Regions from separate parts of the Mus musculus genome. Here region 1 is linked to region 2. A link is a contact called in public HiChIP or PLAC-seq data. All regions are on one chromosome and are shown on one strand. The core of a region is the stretch at or near the end of the contact, and the rest is flanking DNA. Distances in the headings are between cores, read along the strand shown.

Region 1 (6,317 bases), core at 1,345-3,844, 270 kb before region 2:
GGAGTATAGGCACTCTCATGCTTAGCCAGTTTTCTTACATAGCCCAGGACTACATGCCCTGTGAATGGTACTGTCTACAGCAAGCTGGGCTCTCCTCTACCAATTATCAATCAAGACACGTCACAGGACAATCTGTTCTGGGCAGTCCTTCAGTTAGGCTTTGCTTCGAGATAGCTCTAGGTTTAACTAAAGTGAGCTTCACAGCTATGATACCACCATGGATCTGATTTCTTGACTATAAATGGAGACTGAGTGGTTTGTTTGCTAAAAGGATGAAGGGCTAAAGAAGTGTACGAATGCTGTCTGGCACAGTTAATCCTTAGAGTGTGGCTTGTTACCACTGAACCTACTGTAAGCTTTAATTTCCTGTTTGTAAATGAAGAATGACTTCTAGGTCCATCTTATATTTAGTTTGTTATAGTATTTCAAGTAGTCTTATGAATTACAGTGTGTTTGAAGAATGTTTTGAGCTAAATGGCTTCTCTGGTGGTGCTCAGTTGTTTTACACAGCCATCTTTCTTCTGGGAGACCACCAGAGTCATCAAATATCAACGCCCAGACTTGCTGAGTCTTTACTCCTAGTGACTTGCCGAGTCCTGTGGTACATAGTCATGTGTTTGATTGCCAAGGTGCAGCTCGGTGTTCTTGACATATGACAACTGCAAGTGGCTCAGTGCTCTTCGTGCCATGGGTGGCATCCAGATAATTTATTGAATAAAGATTATGATCAATATGTGCTGTTTTGCAAACATGTTGGTGAGAAAACATGCTGGTGTACAGACATGCTGGTGTGTAAACATGCTGGTGTGCAAATTTACTGGTGTGTAAATATGATGGTGTGCAAATATCTTAGTCTTTTATCTGTTGCTGTTTTCTAGTTCTGTGGTTCTCAGTGGCATTGAGTGTGGTAAGCACGCAGTCGATATTAAGGTTAGAGTGTTCTTGCTTAGTTACCCTGCTAGCTGGCGTTGTTCAGCCTGGGGTTGTATTCTGAGAATCACATCATTAGTCACAGAGCACAGTTACGTAGGCTGAGATACTTGACATCAACCTTGTTGCACGTGCACTCTGTTATCTACATAGGTGGTTGTGCTATTCATGGCTACATGGAAGGTTTAAGTCCTACTCTAAAGCTATCAATTTAAGAAAGGTTATGTTGACTTCTGGGTTTAGATTCCAGTATTGTTAGGTGTCAGTAGTCTTTACAAGTTTATCTTAGGGTCTGGGAGATGGCTTACCAGGTAAAGGTGCTTGAGGTTAAGCCTGAGGAAGATGTGAGTCTGATCCCAAGGCCCTGCATGGTGGAGAAAGAGAACCAACTCCTGCCAGGTATCAGAGGGATGACTATACATGCACTGTGGCGTGCGTCCCCTCCCAAATTAAGTAAGATGTTCAGAAAGCTCTTACCTTTTGATTTTCCCTATCTGATTACAGGGATCATCCTTTGTAGCCCAGCATTCCCTGGCATATAATCTTTTCCTGACGGCAGCTGTTGGTGATGGGATTCGACTGTGGGACTTGAGGAACTTGAGGTAAGGCCAGCCTGCATCACGGCACTGCCCTGAGGGAAATTGGAGCTGAGCTGGGGATGCAACCTGACCCTTGTTACAGAGAACACAAGGCTGTGACTAGTCTCTAAGCTCTGGAGAAGACTGCCTCCTATACAGATTTGACGCAGTCACTTTGGGATGGTGGAGCATGGGTGCTAGTCTGTTCTCTGAGGGCCACCACATGCAGCTTCTGAGAGTCAGAGATGTGAGAGGTGGCGATTACACTATAGCTACAGCCATGCCAGACCCGGATGTGGTACTTGCTAAGTTGGAGGTACTCAGTCCTCTTATTAGAGTCCTACACCTCCCCTAAAGCTGTGGGCTCTTTCTCTATATCATTTGGGATTTTATAAAATCGGTTTGAAAAATTTATAATATCCAGAAAATGCTTATTTAACATTTCTCCTACATAAAGGTGAATTCACCCTTAGTTTTGTCATCTGTAGGAATTTATTAATTTTGAAAAAAAAAGAGTTTAAATTATTTTAAAGATCCCTTAACTCTATACCATTTAATAATTCTCAATATGAAGTTTTTTTCAAGGATGTAGTTCAGTGGTAGAGTGTCTAGGATGGAAAAAGTTGTGGGTTTGAGTCTCAGCACATACATAGACATCCAAGAAAGCTTTGGTTTTGTAGATAGTAGCTTGTTGATTTTGTAAAGGGAGATGTGTTGGTATTTTTTAATTTGTCTTAAGCTGTAGCAAGCACTTTCTGCCCAGCTGTTTCTCTGTCCCCTTGCAGGTGTGTGCGCTGCTTTGAGGGGCATCCAAACCGCTCTTACCCTTGTGGAGTTGCTTTTAGTCCTTGTGGAAGGCTCATGGCTTGTGGTGCGGAGGACAGACATGTATGTATGTGTGCCTGCTCTGTAGGGTTTCTAGGTGGTGGTATCAAAAAGACCTTGAGCCCCATTGAGTACTGGGATAAAAATCTGTTTCATGTCTGACAGTATTTGAAGGCAGTTACCCAGCATTAGAAGTCCATAATAGTAAGCTGTGATTGCGAACGGCTCATTTTTACTGAGTCACAATACACTCTCACATGTATCACTCATTTCTCCATGTATTAGTCATCCCAGACATGGGTACATGCTCCATGAACGACTGTAATGTGTGGTGTAGGAGCGACAAGGTGATGGCATCAAGTGTTACACTTCAGTGCAGCTCATGTGTAACAAGGCATTCCCTGTCTCAGAGAACTGCATGCTTCTCCCTGTGTAGTTGCCTCTCTTCCTCTCCACCTTTCCTCTATGCCAGATCCATATCTCCTGCAGATTGGGAACTCAGAGATCTTAGAGTGTCCCAGGACTGTGCAACACATTGCCACATAGCTGGAGGCTAAGCCCACAGAGGAGGCCAGCTCTCTCATGAGACCTCTCATAGTTTCCTTGGCTGGAAACTATGCTGCCCCTCCCTCCTCCTCCACTGTGTGCCTCAAATTGCTTTATCTGAAAGGTCACTTGATGGTCACTTGTCTCCTATAAAGTGTCCTCATAAAGTTCCATATTGAGGGTCACATGAGGCACCAAGATGGTGGTACCTAAGCAAGAACCTGGGTCTGAGCTGAGGGATGCTTATGAGGTACTGGTGCAGGGTAGTGCAGGTGCCAGCATTCCTGGTTCTAACCCAGCCCCTAACATAGTCTCCAAAACATGCTCAGGCTCCCATGGGAGAAGAAAGAGACTACTGTCAGCAAGCAGGACAGAACATCAGGATGGCAAGATACGTGCATTTCTTCTTGAGGAGATGCAAATTAAGATCAATGATCACTGAAATCATGGAGAAAAAAAAAAAAGAACAGCTTAGAAAAGACACAACATAAGTAAAGGCACTTTATCCACCATTCATTAGTGTCTCTGGAATACAGCCAAACTAGTTTCAAAACAATGGCAAACTTTACTAGGAAGCTTTGAAGACTTATGCATCATTGACTATACTTTTGTTTGAGGTTACCATCATTTCTTACAAGCCCTTTGTGATTGACACTTTGCATTCAAGTAACATAAGCAAAGAAAAGTGTTTTTCTGAGACGGTCCCTGGTTGACTTCCTATGTGGTGTTTTATATCCTAGCGCTGTGGCTTTTTACAGAAACGAGTGTTTGGCAGTTAAGCAGCACAGGATCCCACTGTCACAGAAAGGAAGGGATCCAGCGCATTGGTTGTTCTTTTATCACGTTAGAATGGAGTGATGGTCATTGTTCTGCTTTTCAGACAGCATTTAGAGCAGCAATGCTAAACCTGTAGGCTGAAAGATATCTTGCATATCAGGTATTTGTGTTACAGTTCATAACTAGCAAAATTACAGTTATGAAGTAGTAACAAAATAATTTGTGGTTAAGGGGTCACTACAATATGAGGAACCATATTAAAGGGTCATAGCATTAGGAAGGTTGAGAATCAACCTTCAAATCAGTGGATTTGTAGTCTTTTATTATGTATATCTGTATGTTCTATATGAAAAAACATATGCAAAAACCGTGCCTGAAGATTAACAAAAGAATCACTGGAGGTTTAAGTGAGAAGAATGGACTTTTTTTTTTTTTTCAATAAGGACAAGAGCATTGGCCAAAGAGTAAAAAGTAACTCTGTATTTCTTTCTTTTCTTTTTTTTTTGATTTATTATTATATCTAATTACACTGTATCTGTCTTCAGACACACCAGAAGAGGGCATTAGATCTCATTACAGATGGTTGTGAGCCACCATGTGGTTGCTGGGATTTGAATTCAGGACCTTCGGAAGAGCGGTTGGTGCTCTTACCCGCTGAGCCATCTCTGTATACAGCCCCAACTCTGTATTTCTTTCACCTGGTATATAGCAGATACTCAGTAATACATAAATGTAAAGCAAGTATATATCTTTTTACTTGTAAATTGTCCTCACTGAACAATTTAAACATTTACCACATCTGTTTGTGATGTATCCAAAACTACAATGATTCAGTCTCCTCAAGAAGCATAGACATCTAAAGAGAAGAACCCACAGCACCTTCCTGTTTGGAGGATGCTGAGACGTCCTTGAGGTTGTTTAAAATAGGACCTAGCTATATAGCTCAGGTTAATCCTCCTGCCTCAGTCCCCCAGCCGCTTTGTTCTCACAAGATACAAATCAGAAGTGTCCAGAGTCCAGAGGGATGCAACTCACCCTCTGATCATGGTATTCACCCACTCCTGCAGGTCCCATTGTAAAGAACCCCACTTGAATGAGGGACTCATATCCAGCATAGTTTTCCATAGAAAGGAATTCCCTCCATAATCTCTGCCAAAATTCACCCCCCCCAAGAAAAAGTAAATGGAAAGGACTAGTTTTATAGAATGAAAATGGAGAAATATTTCAAGAGTTCCTTTGTAGGAAAGTGGCAGGTTCAGGGAATTTTTAATTGACTCTTAAAGACTAGCAATATTCAATAATATCCATTTCAAATCATAAATATCTAAAGAATGTATTCTGATTATTCTTTTTCAGTGAATGTAATTGATATGAAAAACTTTGTAATCTTTCAGAGAAAAGCTTCATTTAGCTTATGAATATCAATGAATAATTTTGAAGTGAAATAGGAACAAATAGAACCCAACATGTTGATAGCATTGTATCACACCAAGATGGGTTTATGTCAAGAAATGCAAAAAGATCAAATACTAAGAAATCTACTAGTAAAAACTTATGCATTAATAACCAACATTAAAAATAGAATTATTTAAGCATCTCTATAGATGCAGAAATGTCATTTTAGTGGAATCGTATATTTATTCATAAATCCTCCAGTAGAATCAAATCTATTAATATTCTCTTAAAATGACAAAATGTTTATCTTAGCTTAAAACTAGCATGTTCCTAAGGAAAAACAGAGGTAGTGCCTGGATAGGAGTGTTAAAGGCTGTCACTGTTTAGCAGGGTGTCAGAGGCACTTGCCTGTTCTTTTAGACAAGGAAACTCATGGATGCCATTATGAAAAGGCACAGTGAATTCATCTTTATTTGTAGAAGAAAAATTGTTTATCTAGAAAATCCAGAAGAAGTAATGACTATTATGAACAAGAAAGAAAAGGAAGTATTAACTTGAAGAAAAGTTTATTTTGCTCCACAGTAGACTTAAAGAAACTTGGTCTTAGATAGAAAGATTCTGAACTCTAACAAACCAATAGTCATCTGGTTTGACTGATCAGTTACTTGTGAAAAGCATTTAGGTGGGAGAGCTTGTCCCAACCATTATGGTGACACTAGGGAGCCTTTAAGAGTAAATCAGAGGATTGTTTCCAAATAAAAGAGTGAACAGATTTTCCACATCCCACATGGACAGTATTAAAAGAACGCCATTCCAACGGTCTTATTCAACATCATACTCTGGTCTCTGGATGCTATCCCAGCTCACAGACACCAAATAACTCTGGTAAACAGGTGGGTCAGCTCTGTATCAGATGTGAGGAGAGCCAGGGATACAGGAGCCAAATGATAGGAAAAAGTATGAGGGTGTTATGGACACACAGGACACACAGTTCTTGTTCATAGAAAGAACAAGAACAAGGCCATGAAAGAAGCCATATGATGAGGCTATCGGAGAGAAGCAGAGGGTATCATAGTCCCTATGGTCACATAGGGAAGTCATAATAGAGAAGCAGGAAGCTAGGCTGGGCATATAAGCCATTGAGACAGCATCAAGGGCTGGAGAGATGGCTCAGTGGTTAAGAATACTGACTGCTTTTCCAGAGGTCCTGAGTTCAATTCCCAGCAACCTCATGGTGGCTCACAACCATTTGTAATGGGATCTGAT
Region 2 (6,706 bases), core at 3,789-6,288:
TAGGGTACTTGATTGACTGGAGCTCAGGGCATATACCCACATACTTTCAGGACACTTGCTATCCTGCTTTTCAGAGCCTTGTTCCCAAATGATAGAACGGTGTGGTTAAAGCAGAAGCAATGAAAGGACAACTTCTCAGACTCTAAGTAAAAATAAAAAGGTCAAGCCACAGACTAAACTGCGTCTTGTATGACATAAATCACACAAATAAAACCAAGGCTAAGAACCTGGAATTTCAATGATTTTGGTATCTATGATACCATACAGTTTACCATATATTCCAGCTTTACCACTCCTTTACATAGCCCCAAAGGACTGGACATCTAACTCCACAGATACTTGCTCAGCTATATTTACTGTTGTTTATTAACAATAGGTAGGACATGGAAATAACCTAAATGTCCTTCGTCTGATAAAATGAAAATGTGGTACATCTGATCTATGGGATACTATCCTCCTATAAAAAGGAAATCATGAACTTTGCAGGCAAATGACTAGAACTAGAACAGATCCTATTGAGTGAGGTAACACAGATCCAAATAGAAAAAGTCACATTTTCTCTCGTGTGAGACACTTAACTCGAATTCTTCACATATCAATACATATACTGGAGTAACTGCAGGAGCCAGGAATGAAAAGAAAGACCAGGGCTGGGATAAGAAAGCAATAAAAGGGGGAATATTTGAGTACAGGTGATCTGATGGGGTTATTGGAAAGAAGAAATCTTTAATTAGGGAAAGAGAGGAGATAGATATACAAGAAGGGTGGAGAAAGGTAGAGTAACAATAAGGGTGTCTGAAAATGTTAAAAAGAATTATAATATTATATACCTAAAACACATATAATACACATAAGTCTGCATTGATATCTATGTATAGTTTAAGTAAAAACTTCCCATTTGGGCTGACAATGCTCCCTCTGAGAGCTAAAACTATCTAACAAAACCCCAACACCAAGCACAGGGATCCCTCTTTTAGCTGTTGGTCAGAGTGCCCAAGAGACTCTCTAAATGTTAAAGGCATTGCTACTAACCTTGGTTGCCCCTATGAATCCTAGCAATGAATAGCACCATAACCCTGAGGGTGCAATGGTGGTATACACACCTTAGCAGTAACCAACAGCTCTCTAATTGGACTTACGACTTGTTCAACATGAGGGAAATCATACCTGGTACTGGAAACCTAGCCAACTACCTAGGGCTAGTGAAGTCATGGATCTTAGAGGTAACCTATAATCACTACTTTATTAAACCAGCATAATCCCTAGGTATATTTAATATTTGTCTTTATAGCCACAGATGATTATAGTTCTACATCAAGGAAACACCCCTTTCAACAGAGACCATTATAGGAAATCATATGCAGTCAAAATGCAGAGTTGTGAATCCCAGTCCTGAAGTATACATCTACAGCACACTCCTGCACCAAGACCCAGGGATCATGGTGGAGAGAGGCAGAGGAACAGTAAGTGCACTGTATATTATGTCTCCTGGGAAGGTCAGAAGCTAGACACATAACATCTTACCAACATGACTGTCGAACCATGAGCTGAACAGGGACAACAGACAGGCTAATGTGGATGGGAGTGGGAAAGACAAGTCAACCCTACAGAAAGAGTACAGATAGCTAAGGAATGCTGACAGTGGGAGAATTAGCTTTCCCCAGGGAAGAGCACACTACTTGGTTATCCAATACCAAAGGGACAGCCCTGAAAACTTACATACAAGTAACTTTATACAGACTGAAAAGGACATATATGTATGTATATAAATATGTGCATGTATATATAACACATATGTATATGCATGTAATGCAATTAATTAAAAAGATGCCATAAATGTAAAAGGAAGCAAGTAGACATATATGGGAGGGTTTGGAGGGAGGAAGGCAAAGGAGAGATGATGGAATTATATTATAATCTTAAAAATGAAAGACATTTTAAATGTATAATTTAATAAGAAAACGTCAAGTTAAAAAACTGGCAAACACACCATATCAGAGAGACAAAAGGCCAAGCATGGAGGCTGTATAATGCTCATGGATTAAACTATAGATTTAGCATAATGATCCTCAATAATACAATCAATTTTTCTTTCTCTGCTCAAGTGGATGAAGTAATTGTAAGGTGCGTATGGAAGGTCAGAGGTTGCAGTCTGGCTATGGTGATCCTGGACAGGCAGGGGAGCAACAAGACCTGTTCTTCTTGTGATCGCCAAGAGCTGCTGTGCAGAGGCAGCTATGACTCGGGAGCCAACACATAGGCAGACAGGTGAGGGGCGAGACAGGCAAAGGCAGGTGGATCTGAACATGGGCCTAAGGCAAAGCTCTGCTCATGTGTCTACACAGGGAAATTTGAAGGGACTTGTTCTTCAAATCATATCCTAAAAACAATTTTGGGTGGATTGTCTCCAAGGGACACTAAGCACAGTGGCAATGTCACTTTGAATGAAGTTGTCACTGTTGCCCAGGAGATGCCACCAGCCTTTGTCCAAAGAACCTTCTGGAACAATTAAGGAACTCCTGGGTACTGCAGTCTGTATGGTGGCCATTCTCACAACACCATCGATGGCATCAGCACTGCTGCAGTGAGATGTCATCTGTTTAAGAAGCAACAGGAGAAAATGTTTTAATATAAGGTCATCTGACAGTCAAAAATGTATTAATTTTATATTTCATATGTATGGATGTTTTGCCTATGTACCACATGGATGCAGGGTTTCTTTAAGTAAATATCAAAATAAAACTCAAAAATAGAAGATGTGATATAAAATCTTTAGAAGACGAAACATCGTTTTCACCAACTAAGATAGGCAAATCTTTATTCAGAGATACAGTCTCAATTCTAAGTATAAAGAAATTCCAAGAGGATTATCTCAAAATTAATCTGAATTGAGGTCATTTCCTTAATGTGATGATGAGCATACTTGATACACACACATATGTATGATAAATGGGACCAGATCTCATTCTAATGTACATGATCTCACTTCACACCTTTAACATACATGATCTCACTTCACACCTACCCTTCAGGGAAGTGTCATCTCACATGACAGACTACATGAAGCCACAGTTCAGCAGTGGAGTTGATGGAAACTCTTCACACTGTGGTAAACTTGGTACTGCTGTACATAAAAAAAAAAAAACTGCTATAACTCAATTATAAAAATGAGTACAGCCTCATCTTTAGACTTCACTCCAAGGACCTGTCTTTAGCACCACAAGTAATTTATGTAAAGAATGTGTTTGGAAGAGAAACTGGTCAGTGGGTGGAGATGACAGGATAAAGCAGAGGCCAAAGCAGGGGAAGCTGGTGTTTCAGGTGATGTCTGTGGATAAGCCCTGGAGGAGTCTTTGCTCACTGCGTTCTACGCCGCTCTCTGCCTCGGAATGCCTTCTGAGGCAGTGTGCAGCTCCAGAACTCGGCGGCAAACAGACCGGAAACAAGTGCTCTAAAATAAGTTAGTGTTCAATGAGGTAGACTGGGCCCAGCAGGAACCTGAGGTCTCAGTGAGTTTAGGTGTGTGATTGGAGATCAGCATCAAGTTAGATGCACTAAGTGTCTGGCAGGATGCTCCCACAAAGGAAATAAAGGCAGAGAGAGTTCAAGTCTGATTAAATTCTATTCTAATGGAGAACAGAGATAAGAGACCAGGTGTCCCAGGCTGTAGTGTTTTGGGGGTGCCTTTAGAATGTCATCCGTTCTGGTAGGAACAAGAACGCACAGAAGTTCTTCTCATGGGACTTGTGGTCGGTCAACTCTGGTAGTGCAGATGGAGTTTGGAGAAGCATAATTCAATTCTGCATACACTGCTCTTTGCTACCTTAAAATCAAAACATCTCCATTCCTGCTAGACATGTAAGCTTGGTGATGGTGGTTTTATTTGTTATAGCTCTAGACTGGGAAAACATCGTATTTCAATCAACTTTTGTATGGGTCAGTAAGCTAGGGTGTCTTTTTAAAATTATATTGACTTACAGGAAAGCCATGTGAAGCTTGGATGCATGCCATTAGCATCAAGCTGAGTGTAGGACTCTGTAGAATGGGACAGATGCCATGTGACACCTGTGTCTATAGTTTAAGGCACTCAGATGGGAGACATCCTTTCTAGATAAGGGGGAGGGCCTGTGATTAAAAGGGTAATGGATAACACTGGGGTGTGGATAGCTCTGTTTCTGATTACCACCTACATATCTTCCAAGGGTGAGCTACTCATGAAATGCTGACAGACGCTTCACGTGTAGTTCAGTTTTACAACATTTGATACTGTTGTCTCTTAGTGTAGGTTAAAGGATCAGAGACCCAAGTAGGCACACAGTTTTTATTTTTATTTTTTTAAGGATTTATTTATTTTATTTATGTGAGTACACAGTAGCTGTCAGACACACCGGAAGAGGGCACTGGATCCCAGATGGTTGTGAGCCACCATATAGTTGCTGAAAATTGAACTCAAGACCTTTGGAAGAGCAGTCAGTGCTCTTAACTGCTGAGCCATCTTTCTAGCACACAGTTTTTATATATTAAAATCTATTAATCAATATTTGGAGCTCACAAAAAATGGGGCCCTTAACTTTCCATCCTGGCTGGTGATACAGTGTGTTGTAAGTCTCAGAAGTGATTAAGAGCCTGTGCTCTTAGAGGGCAGATACTCTGAGGTCACATTGACTTGGGTTGGTAAGCTCATCTTTATTTCTACCATATTGCTAAAGATGTCATGAACCACTGTGCAATATCTCATTTGAGAATGGTGGAAGTGCGTGTTGACACCATGTTTTGCAGAGTGGTGTCTGAGTGGATTTGTGGTCTCCTCAGATCAAATTCCTTTCCTCAGGATGTGTTGCCTAGATTGTTCCTGACAGACCTTATCTGTGTATCATGGAATGTAATGAAGTCTGCGTGGCTACACCAAGTCAAAAAACTAATGGCTGCCCCAGCCACCACATCCTAGCCACATGAGGCTGTAAAACATGATGGTAAGATGGGTTTGGACTCAGATGGTAGCCAGGTTGACTCACCATTCACATCTCACCACACAGTGACCTCAGCCTGACTCACAGCAGGCCCAAATGCTCTCCAAATTCCTCCAGGGCTGTCCAGGGCCCTATGCATTTGAACCTTGCTAGCAGGCCCTTCTCCACCAGCAGAGGCAAGCGCCCAGGACTTGTTTCTTTTAAGGTACTCCAGTTTGGCACATGCTAACCCTCAGAGAAATTGCTCAGAACATGACCCGAGCTCTCCACTTCTTTCTCCCAGAAAACACGTGTGCATCTGACATTTGGTTTTTATTATGCTGAGAGTACAAGGAGCATCGGAGTTTTATTCAAGGCACATGACATGATTGGATGTATATATCCTGAGATGCCCACACTGCAGTCAATGTTGCTAAACTTGTGGAATGCTGTGCATGAAGTGGGAATAAATGTGTTTGAGTGTACGTGATATATCTGTGGTGTCTGTTTTATGTGTGGTCTATGAGTGTATTGTGATCTCTGTGTGTGTGTGTGTGTTTGTATGTATATGTTTGTGTGTGTGTTATATATGGAGTATGGGCATTGATTTTGTGTGTCATTTATGTGTATTGTGTGAGGCCTGTAAGTGAAGAGAGTGTATGTATTGTATTGTGTATGCTATACTGTGTCATGTTTGTGGATTGGGTAGAATATATGTGGTGTATATGTAGTGTGTATATCTGTTGTGTAGTTTGTGTGGTACATGTGTGTAGTGTGTGATATATGTGGTGCTTGTGTATTGAACATAGGGGGTGTGTGCATATGATATTTATGGGGTATGTGTGCATGGACAGTATCTGTAATGTGTGTATAATGTAGGGTTTGTGTGTGTGTGTGTGTGTATGTGTGCGCATCTGTGTGTATATATACCTTAAAGTTTCTTTTATACAAGTTCCCAGTGCAGTGCTAAAGACTGGCAGGTGTGGGAGCTAAGTTAAAGGATCTTGAGCCCCAGTTACTCATAGTCCAGGGACCCAGTGCACAAAATAGGGCCACCATGATCGTTATGTGACTTACTGAGACAGTAGCAACTACTCAGAAAACTCTGGAAGGATGACAGTGGCCTTGTCCCTGTAGCAATGTCCCTGTCTTAAGCTTCAGTGAAGCCAAGACATGGATAGACAGGCCTGGCTCTGTATTTTGGCTAGTCAGGACAGAAACAGCCTTTAATGAGAAGGCTTCAATCTACTGAATAAGGCAAAATACACATTATTTTAAAAATAATAGTAAAATAATTATAGTGATATTAATAATAACTATAGAAAGCATTGGTCTTTCTAAGGATTTGTTGTGAATCAGACTGTTTTAATGGACTTGTAGAGTTACATGAGCTCTGCTGGGGAGAAATCCCACAGGTATACCTCATGACTCAAAAGAGAAGAAAGAAAGAGAGATAAAAAGGCAAGGCATTTGGTGTCACTTCAACCTGGCTCTCACTGAAGTGAGATACTCCATTCCAACACTCTTGTATGGATATTTAATGAAATTAACTGGTCAGGTTTCATGGTATACACATATTATAACACATACATACTCAGTTAAACTGATCATTGGGAGATATGAATATAGAAGAAACATATATTGAGTATAATTGAATAATGTGAACTAGCTCCCTTGTTTAGATGAGCCTAAACCCTAGGAGCCCTGAGCTTTATATTCTCTTCAGTGGCATATAATTGGGTCAGTTAAAAATACAC

Evidence for each region. HiChIP or PLAC-seq counts read pairs in DNA pulled down with a chosen protein or histone mark.
Region 1: a CTCF HiChIP or PLAC-seq map of the NIH/3T3 cell line shows a contact between it and region 2, with 11 read pairs. The contact joins two enhancer-like sites. A contact is called at or near these places in 1 of 15 datasets of contacts at CTCF or cohesin (the NIH/3T3 cell line) and 1 of 484 Hi-C or Micro-C datasets (cranial neural crest).

Annotation. Positions count from the first base shown.
Region 1 is chr17:14,878,833-14,885,149 of GRCm38.p6, reverse strand. It overlaps Wdr27 (WD repeat domain 27), which reads left to right. Exons shown (of 25, transcript NM_175173.3): 22 at 1,435-1,532. Among named protein-coding and RNA genes, the nearest start is that of Wdr27, 61 kb to the left of the region's middle. Within about 2 kb of position 2,594, at least 7 of the 459 cell types and tissues checked have an H3K27ac peak or open chromatin away from gene starts, as enhancers often do. A contact at or near this core is called in the NIH/3T3 cell line, where this site is marked.
Region 2 is chr17:14,609,338-14,616,043 of GRCm38.p6, reverse strand. No RefSeq gene overlaps it. Among named protein-coding and RNA genes, the nearest start is that of Thbs2, 82 kb to the left of the region's middle. Within about 2 kb of position 5,038, at least 34 of the 459 cell types and tissues checked have an H3K27ac peak or open chromatin away from gene starts, as enhancers often do. A contact at or near this core is called in the NIH/3T3 cell line, where this site is marked.